2 separate regions of the Cricetulus griseus genome follow, and region 2 is linked to region 1. Evidence: chromatin contacts called from public Hi-C data. All regions are on one chromosome and are shown on one strand. The core of a region is the stretch at or near the end of the contact, and the rest is flanking DNA. Distances in the headings are between cores, read along the strand shown. Region 1 overlaps Sybu (syntabulin). Region 2 overlaps Sybu (syntabulin).

Region 1 (4,410 bases), core at 205-2,704:
CCCAGATTATGTCTCTGTTAAGTAGATCGAGAGGGGATAAGGATTTGTAAAATGCAGTCTCTTGGGGTCTTAAGAAGCCAAGAAATTGATTCCACTAATCCTCCAACTTGGGGTCTCTGCGACCTAAGTGCATTCCTGGGTTTCAGAGTTGGTAGTCGGAGGAATGTAAACAAGATGGTGGAAGTTGAACTTCGTTACCAACAGTCACACCCCTTACACACAGGACCCTGGGGTGTGGAGACCGTTCACCATGCACGTTGATACCTGGAATATTCTCTACGTTGAGTAAAGGGCGTGTAAGTCATTTTTTCAAGCTGAAGTCTGCCGCCAGGTATGACCTGAGCATAGCAAGGCTATCAACTCTTCTGCTCTCGGAGAATCCTTGAGCTTCTTAAACATACTTGGCTGCACCACAAATGCTTCTTTTTTATTTTTTTTCTGCCTGTCACATAAAAGACTCGGGCAGATATTGGATCACCTGGACCTGGTCTAGAGGTCCTTTAAAAGGGTTTGCTTTGTCAGTTGGATACAGCTGTTTTGTTTTCCTTCTCTACCCCTCCCAGCTGCCTTCTCGTGGTCATTATTATCCCTCGTGTCAACCAAGACGAACTTGGAGAAGGGTCTCTGCTTCGAGGGTCTGTGTTTGGTGTGCTGGCTTCACCTTGGTTCCCTGAGTACAGGTGTCCTGTCCCCTCTACAGCCCATACATATCCGGGCCTTCATGGCGTAGCCCGGGAGCAGTTGCAGAGCTGGAGATGGGGCCCTGTGCTCGGTTAAAAGCCTGTGTGTGGGGACGCTGGGCTCCTGCTTCCTGCTGTTGGTTGTGTTTCGCTGCCACCTTAAGCCCTTCTGACGCAAGTGCCTCCAAGGAGAACCGCAGCCTTGGAAGAAAGTCCTGCAAGCCAGATGCTGTGTCAATCCTGCAGCATTGGCTTGCCTGGGTTTTGGGACCAGGGGACCCGCCCCGTCTCCCTCGGGCGAGGCCCCGGTAGAGAATCCTACGTTGACTTAAGACCTAGAGGTCACGGAGGGACAGCGTGTGGGGAGGGTGACTTTCCCTCTTTCTCCATCTTGGCCATCTGATGTCGCAGCTTTTCTCACCTCCTCCATCCCACTGGCAACCCCTGCCCATCCCGGATCAGGTGCCAAAGAGGATGGGGGTCACATCTGGGCTGGGGATGCCGCGAATAAGCCTCAGCCTGCCCGCAGTGGGTCGGGCTGGGCTTGGAAGGGGCGGGGCGCGGGGCGCGGGGCGCGGGGCACGGGACGTGGCTGGCGACCCGGTGGGTGCGGCGATCGGAGATGCCGGGCAGCTGCTCCGGGCTGCAGGTGAAGGCTGTGACCGGGAGACGCCTCCCGAGCGGCGGCACCACGTGTCCTGCGGGGGGGTGGGCGGGGCGGCGGGCGAGCCCTGGGAGCCGTGCGAGCGCCACCGCTGGCGGGGACGCGGCGGACCCGCTGCTGCCACCGCACGCAGCCCCGGGCTCAGCACAGTCTCGTCCTCTGCTCGGTGCTCACAGGTGCCTCCTCCTGGAAGGCGGCGGCGGCGGCGGCGGCGCGGGGTGCCAGCAGGCAGCGGCGACATGGGGCCCCTCCGAGAGAGCAAGGTAAGGGGACCCTGGGTGCGAGCATGGTGACAGGGTCCCAGGGTGCTTCGGCACAGCCTACCTAGTAGAGAGCCAGGTGAGACACGGACCCTGGTGTTGAGAGTCCAAGAGATGAGGGCGACTAGGTTCTGGGGACTGCAGGGGCAGCCGGGGGGGGTCATCGGATGGTGATGGGGTGCGGCAGATGGGGGATTACTATGAGGATTTAAAAGATTGACTTTAGAGGGTTAATCCGGGCTCCCGGAGCTGTGACTTGGGGTGAAGCTTTTAGTTGGTGTCATGTGTTTGCCTCTGTGTGTGTGTGTGTGTGTGTGTGTGTGTGTGTGTGTGTGTGTGTGTGTGTGTTATGCAAAAGGAATTGGGTGTACTCGTGACTGAGAAATAAGGACTGCAGCGTGACAGTGACCCAGCTCAAGAATCTGCAGTGTGCCAAGCAGAGTGGCTGGCGTGGGATACCTGCTGGGTGACTGATGGGCTGGACGCATCCGGAGTCTGGGTGTGGCTTGCAGGACGGCATGGATGCCTGAGCCAGGTTCCGGGCTGCAGGGGTTTTTCCCTGGGGGGAACCTCTCAGAGGTGTGCGATTTGGCCTTGACCCCTCCTGGTAAGCTTGGGAAACAAGCAGGAGGTCATGTTGGGAAGTGGCGTTTGCTACTCAAGCCAAAGACCTCTTTCAGTTACAGAGGTTGGAAAAAGCTGTGGAATTTTTCAGAAAAGAAAAAAAAAAAAAAAAAAAAAAAAAAAAAAAAAAAAAAAAGCTCTTCCCAGGGAATCCAGTTTAACAAGAGGGAGTAGTACTGGTGACCCTGAAAGCACTGGTCTGAAGTTTTGTCTTCTAGAATATATATATATATCCTTCTTCTCTTTCAGCCTCAGTTTCCCTATCTGTTCAGATGAACTTGAATAAGTGTCTGTGTTGAAGATTGGGGTATAAATATCTATTAAAGGAGCTAATGGTGAAGACAGAACTTCCTTTTAATTACTTGTATTTATTGGTGTGGAGAGGCAGTTGTGGGTTCCACAGAGCATGTGGAAGTCAGAAAAAAGAAAAAAAAAAAAACTTGCACAAGTCCTTTTCTCCTACCAGGTGGGTCCCAGCAATCAGACTCAGGTGGGCTGCCTTGGCTAAGTGCCTTTACCTAATGAGCCATCTTGGCTATTAAGAAATGGGACTTTTAAAGTGAAAACATTGTCAAAATATACTTCTTACTCATTTTTTTTAAACCAAAGCATGGCAAGGTTTTAGAAATGCATTTTTTCTTTCAATAGAGAAGATTTTCTTCTCGTGGTTGTCCTTTTGGAAAAAAACAAAAGCTAGATATGATGTAGAAGGTGGAGCCATTTTCCTGGGTATTGGATGTGTTTGCTTTTCTGTTGGCAGCAAGCCTTGTGTGCCAGGATATTAATGAATAATTAAGACCCTGCCCGGAAGAGGAGGGAGTCAAAAGATAAGTGTATATGATCCATTATCTAGTTTGTGAGGAGACAAAAAAAAAAGTGAAATTGTCAGCTAATTTGGGAATAACACAAGAATTTAAGGAAAACACAAAAAAGCTGGGGTGCACTGTGACAAATAACCCTTGAGATCCTCAGGCTCAAATGTGATAGAGAAAAGACAGGATGAGAGGGTAAGACAGTTACTATGGCTTAGACGTGTGAGGTAGCAGTTAGGCTGATGGGCAGTCTCTCTCTCTCTCTGTGTGTGTGTGTGTGTGTGTGTGTGTGTGTGTCTTGTAGACTTGCACTTGTGCTATTTATAGGATCAAAGGACAAGAGTTGGGGAGCTCAGCAGTTCAGCAACTGGGGTACAGACAGCTTGACTGTCCTGGGAGGGTTGGGTGTTTAGAAATCTGACCTCTCAGAAACGGAGCCTTGCGGGAGCAGGGAGAAAAATGATTGTTTTCTTTTGGCTCTCCAATCTGGAGAAGGAGCAGAGGGTGCAGCACCAGGAGAAGGAGGTTTCCAGGAGCCGGATCCCACGCTTGATTCTTCGGCCCAATCTGCTTCAGCAGCAGCCGCAGAGCAAGGTTTCCCCAGCCTCCGAGTCACCCTTTTCAGAGGAGGAAAGCCGAGAGTTCAACCCCAGCAGCTCAGGGCGCTCAGCAAGGACTGTCAGCAGTAACAGCTTCTGCTCAGGTATGGTGACAGTGTGGGCCACCCTGGGGGGAAGATGTGGCCAGCAGGTGGGTTGTGGCTGAGTCCTGAGAGCTAGAACCAGGCTTCTCCACCCACCATCCATGCGCACTGACCCTCTCTAGAGGGCTCTTGTAAGCTGGCAACACAGCAGTTTCCTCTGGTTCAGCCCGGTTCAATTTCTTAGAATTTGGAATGTAGAATTCAACTTCTTCTTATAACTTCAAAGCGTGTTCTTTTATGAAATCTAAAAAGTATGTTAGTTTGGGTTTTACACTAGCAATCTCTATAGTTCTGTGTGCTCTTGATTATGAAATACTCCAAAGAAAATAACTTCTAACAAATGAAGCTAAGGCCAGGGAGGACTGTGCTGCAGGCCTGGCCATGTAGTGTAGTGGGTAAAAACATGGGCTTATTACCAGCCAGACCTGATTCCCAGGGAGGGCTGGAATCCAAATCTACCACTTAGACGCTGTGTGATCTTGATCAAGTTGCTTAAGCATGATAAACCTTAGTTGCTGCAGCAATACAATGGGACAATAAATACTGGTTGAAGGTTCCTTAGCAGAAACATTTGCTGTTTGAGTTCTCAGAATTTTGGACTATTTGCAGGGGGGGGGGTGGGTTTGGAAATAGGAGCAAAATGTGAACACAGAATTCATCACTGTTT
Region 2 (4,354 bases), core at 547-3,046, 67 kb after region 1:
TAGATGAACAGGAAAAAACTAAACACGCTGATCCTGTAATACCAGCCCAGAGCTGAGGTGCAGGGAACTTCTGGGATGCACTCTCAGACCTTTTCAACTTGCCTTTTGTAAAGACAGGCCTCATGCAATGCAGATTGGCCTCCAACTTGTTATATAGTCAAAGATAACCTTGAACTCCTGTCCTTTCTACCTCTATGTCCCAAGTCCTGGTGTTAAAAGGGTGTGCCACACCAGGCTAGATTTTCGAAGCAACTCTACAAGGAAGATGAGACATCTTTGTGGGGTATGTGTGTGTAGGTTTATGTGTGTGTGCAAAAAGTGGCTTTCCTAAATATTAAGTAAATGGCAGTGCCAGGACCAGTAAATTCATTCAGCAATCATGCTAGACAGCAAAAATTATAGGTTCATAAAAATAGATGAACACAAGCACAGATCCTTCAGGAAGCTAAAGCATTTGGCGTATTGGGGTATTTAGGAATGGTAGGAGAGGCTGGAACAAGTGATGCATTGGACCCGTGAGTCACTTTAAGGAGTCTAGCCCTTACTCTGGGTACCAGTGGGAATGTCTTGGAGGAGGGCGATACTGTTCCAAGTCCTCACTAGAAAGGCATTAGCCTCCTACAGGAGCGTGCAACACCAAATAGAAACTGCTTAAAATAACAGTAGAGGGGGGGGGGTTCCTTGTGCTCGTGATAAAAGGTGATCAAATATTAAGTGGGTGGGGGAAAAAAAGTTGCTCATGAGGACCACTAAGTGACCACACGGTGTCCCAGTCAACTCTAGGCATCAGATTTCCTTAGCAGCAAGCGGCCTTAGGAAGGAGCACCGGTAGACCTTAGCATCTCCAGCCACAAGGACTCTGATTGGCTCTGTAATGATCTTCTTTCAGCCGAGGTCCCCATGGGCGGAGCAATGGAGCATCATCCCACAAGGCTGGCAGCAGCCCACCGTCCCCAAGGGAAAAGGACCTTGTGTCTATTCTGTGCAGGAATCCATTGAGTCCCAATAGCATCCACTCCAGCTACGCCCCTTCTTCTCCAAGTAGCAGCAACTCCGGCTCCTACAAAGGAAGTGACTGTAGTCCAGTAATGAGGTGAGTCCCATTTGCCTCTGAAAGCACGCCTCTTATTTTGTCCAGTTTGGGGCTTTCCTTGAGATGGGAAGATTTGTGTAACTTTTGCTTCCCTGCTTTAACCTGTAAGAAGACACTTCTCTTCTCACAGTTAGCTAATCCTTTAAAGGTCGATGCAGAAAGAACACAAACCATCAGCTGAAACAACACTGGGCAATCTAATTCGCTGGTGGACAGGGAACAGGGAATGGCACAGTGGCAGGGAATTGTTCAAATTTCACGGGCATGGGGAGGATTTGTGCTTGGGTTCAATGCCTAGGGTAGCAGGGTCTGTCTTGAACACTGGGAATAGAGGGGTGAACACAAATGGGCTCAATGCCCAAAGGAGGAGGAGGCTAATATAAAAGCCAATTTAGATTATTCACCAACTGTCTGTTGCTACGTGAATATGTAAGAGTGGCCACACTAACAAAATAAAAGTTGGCATCTAAAAGGTGAGTGGGGCATTAACAGTCGGTGAAACAGGTGGGGAGGAGGAGGGCTTGGAGGGCTGGGAACTGACCGTGGCCATATTGAGCAGAGAGTAGGCACAGGGGGCGAGCGGCATGGGAGCCTGAACTGAGCCCAGAGTTGGAGGAGAGCCTGGCAGCCTTCCACGGCCCCTATTCCTCCCCGGCAATCCCTGCTCTCATTAGTCAGCTCTCTTATGGCCTGGATGCCCAGGCTGGGCCAGGCCTGACAAGGGCCAAGATTCCAGCTGGGCTGTGTTTGCAGAACACAGAGTGCTTCTCCGTAAAACACACTGGGAAGAGTGAGGTGGCCTTGTTCCCTCCAAACAGGGAACTTTCCATCCCCACCAGATCCGTAAGCTTACACTGCCACCGACCTCAGGACAATCTGAATTCAAGGAATTATAAGCAAGATCTTCAGGCAGGGGCCAATTGTGAGGGAAGTTAGGTCACCTTGTCTCTGCCTTCCCTCCTGGTCCCCCCGTGTTGTTTAAGGTTACAACTGTTAATCTGGAGTGACAGCCGAGGCCCACAGGCAAGCGTGCACTGTTTCATAGGACATTATTCCTAAGCCCTAGAGTGCCCACAAACACACATACACCCCAGTCTCACGAGTGACCAACAGTCCACCTTCTGACAGTTATCTGTTCTGAGACTTAGGACCCCAGCACACTGCTGACACTCTGCTCCAGCTGTCAGCCGCATGTCCAGAGAGCCATAGAGCGGGTGCCCTCAGACCAGCACAAATGAGGCGTTTGTTCAGTCCGGGGGATTGAGTCTGGAATGGCACCACATGCCCAAGCTTACTTATGTGTTGCAGACTCTGTTTTTAATTTAAATAAGGCCTCCCATGGGGATCATAGAAGTCTGTCACATCATTTGGAGCAGGACCTACACCCTCCCCCATGTATCTAGGCTGAGAGTATCTCTCCATGGGGAATGGGCTCCCAAAGCCCATTCGAGGCGCACTAGGGATAAATACTCCTCTTTATTGAACCCTCACAAAGAACGTGGTGTAGAGAGTTTGCTTTGGCATATTTTAATGGTATGAAATAAGGTTTTCATTGTGACTTTTATACATGTGTATAATGCACTCAGATCCTATTTACTCTCATCACATTTACTCTGCATGTCCTGCATCTTCCCGGTAGTTAGGACCCTTGCTGAGGGGATTAATCCCATCACAGAGGCTCTGTGCTCATTATGTCTTGATTACCTCCCAATTTGAGGGGGGTGTGCACAGACATGCAGTATAAGAAAACAGGGCAAAGAGTAACGCCTTATTCCTCGGATTATTTCAGGCGGTCTGGAAGGTATATGTCTTGTGGAGAGAATCACGGTGTCAAACCCCCCAATCCGGAACAGTATTTGACCCCTCTGCAGCAGAAGGAGGTCACCGTGAGGCACCTGAGGACCAAGCTGAAGGAGTCTGAGCGCCGACTTCATGAGAGGTAAATGTGGGTTTTCTACACCCCGAGGCTTAGCAGTCCCTTCTTCCCAGAAAGTCAACTAGGAAGCAAGGCTACCCAGGAGGATGAAAAAGAAAACAGTTCTATTAAGTTCACAGTCTTCAGCCAGACACATTTGATCATTGTGCCCTGGTTGTTGCAGAAGCTCACAGGAGCTAACAGGTTAGAGGGGACCTTGGCTACTGGGTGTGCTTGCTTTGGCATGAAGAATTGGGTGTGTACATGACTATTTTTAAACGGCAGGAACACTTGCAGGAACAATCTCCTGCTTCCAGTAGAGCGGGTCCCAGTGGGCCCATCAAGCCCCGATAGTCTCTGGAGAGAGCTATAGCTGTGTGCTCTGTAACTCCTGCCAGCTCTTTCCATGCTGAAGGAAATACGTCGTTATTCTTGGACTGTTGTTAAGGCTGGGGGGGGGGGCACACAAAAACAAAACCAGCCAGTGTCTAGATCTTATCACAGACAGAGAAAAACGTTTGAAATGTTGAGAATAAGCCAGATTTTCTGCTTCGTGGTTTTCTCTTGGAACTTCTTGAGACAAGGTGACTACCAGACATACCAGCTCTAACTGGGTGCTGGGTGCTTAGTGAAGGGAGCATTCTCTGGGAACTGACCTGCTCCATCCTCCTCCTCTGCTGCCACAAGATAAGAACCTGGGATCTTGGCTGCCAGAGTCAGGACAGACAGTGCAGGTGGGGAGGTTTTATCTTCCTATTGAATGTGATTCTTTACCAGATAGAGACTTGTGACCCGAGCTCACCTCTTTGGTGATTTAGGGGAAGTTTTGAACCCTTGTCAGAGAAGGCATCCAAAAGCTTGATAAAATAGCTCTCAGATACATGGCGCTATGGACCGCCTGATCTTTGTATTCACAAGTAACAGGAGATACATACATACTTGCGCTGACTTTGGAGAAGTTGTATGTAAGGATGTCTCGGCAAAGGTTTGAAAATAGCTTATGGTGAATGATAAGACATCTCAGAGAGTCACCTCAGAGAGTCACCACAGCTTCACGATGCTCTTTTCTGAGACCACACAGACACAGCAATTTTTACAAGGTTCTTCCTGAACATACGGCGTTTTCTGGTTCAAAAAAGTGTCACTGGAATATAAGGACAGTTACACAAGGCTTTTCTCTTTCATCAGTAATTAAAGGTGATAAGGCCTCTTCATCTACGGCTGTCCATCCGTATTACTGAAGAGTAAACTACAGAGTGAGAAGTAGGCTGTGAAACATCAGACGCTAAGTTTGGCGTGGAGCATGATGCCAGCAAAACGCTTGGCACACAGACTCCCAGCTCCAC

What was found. A called contact is a pair of places that touch in the nucleus more often than the background predicts.
Region 2: a Hi-C map of liver shows a contact between it and region 1, with 2.7 times the contacts expected there. The contact joins two enhancer-like sites. A contact is called at or near these places in 2 of 8 Hi-C or Micro-C datasets (the CHK-Q cell line and liver).

The regions. Positions count from the first base shown.
Region 1 is chr10:8,335,662-8,340,071 of CriGri-PICRH-1.0, forward strand. Sybu (syntabulin) reads left to right here. Exons shown (of 10, transcript XM_027431435.2): 4 at 1,521-1,607; 5 at 3,533-3,743. Among named protein-coding and RNA genes, the nearest start is that of Sybu, 42 kb to the left of the region's middle. Within about 2 kb of position 1,455, at least 4 of the 6 cell types and tissues checked have open chromatin away from gene starts, as enhancers often do.
Region 2 is chr10:8,402,550-8,406,903 of CriGri-PICRH-1.0, forward strand. Sybu (syntabulin) reads left to right here. Exons shown (of 10, transcript XM_027431435.2): 8 at 890-1,093; 9 at 2,883-3,032. Among named protein-coding and RNA genes, the nearest start is that of Ebag9, 36 kb to the right of the region's middle. Within about 2 kb of position 1,797, at least 1 of the 6 cell types and tissues checked has open chromatin away from gene starts, as enhancers often do.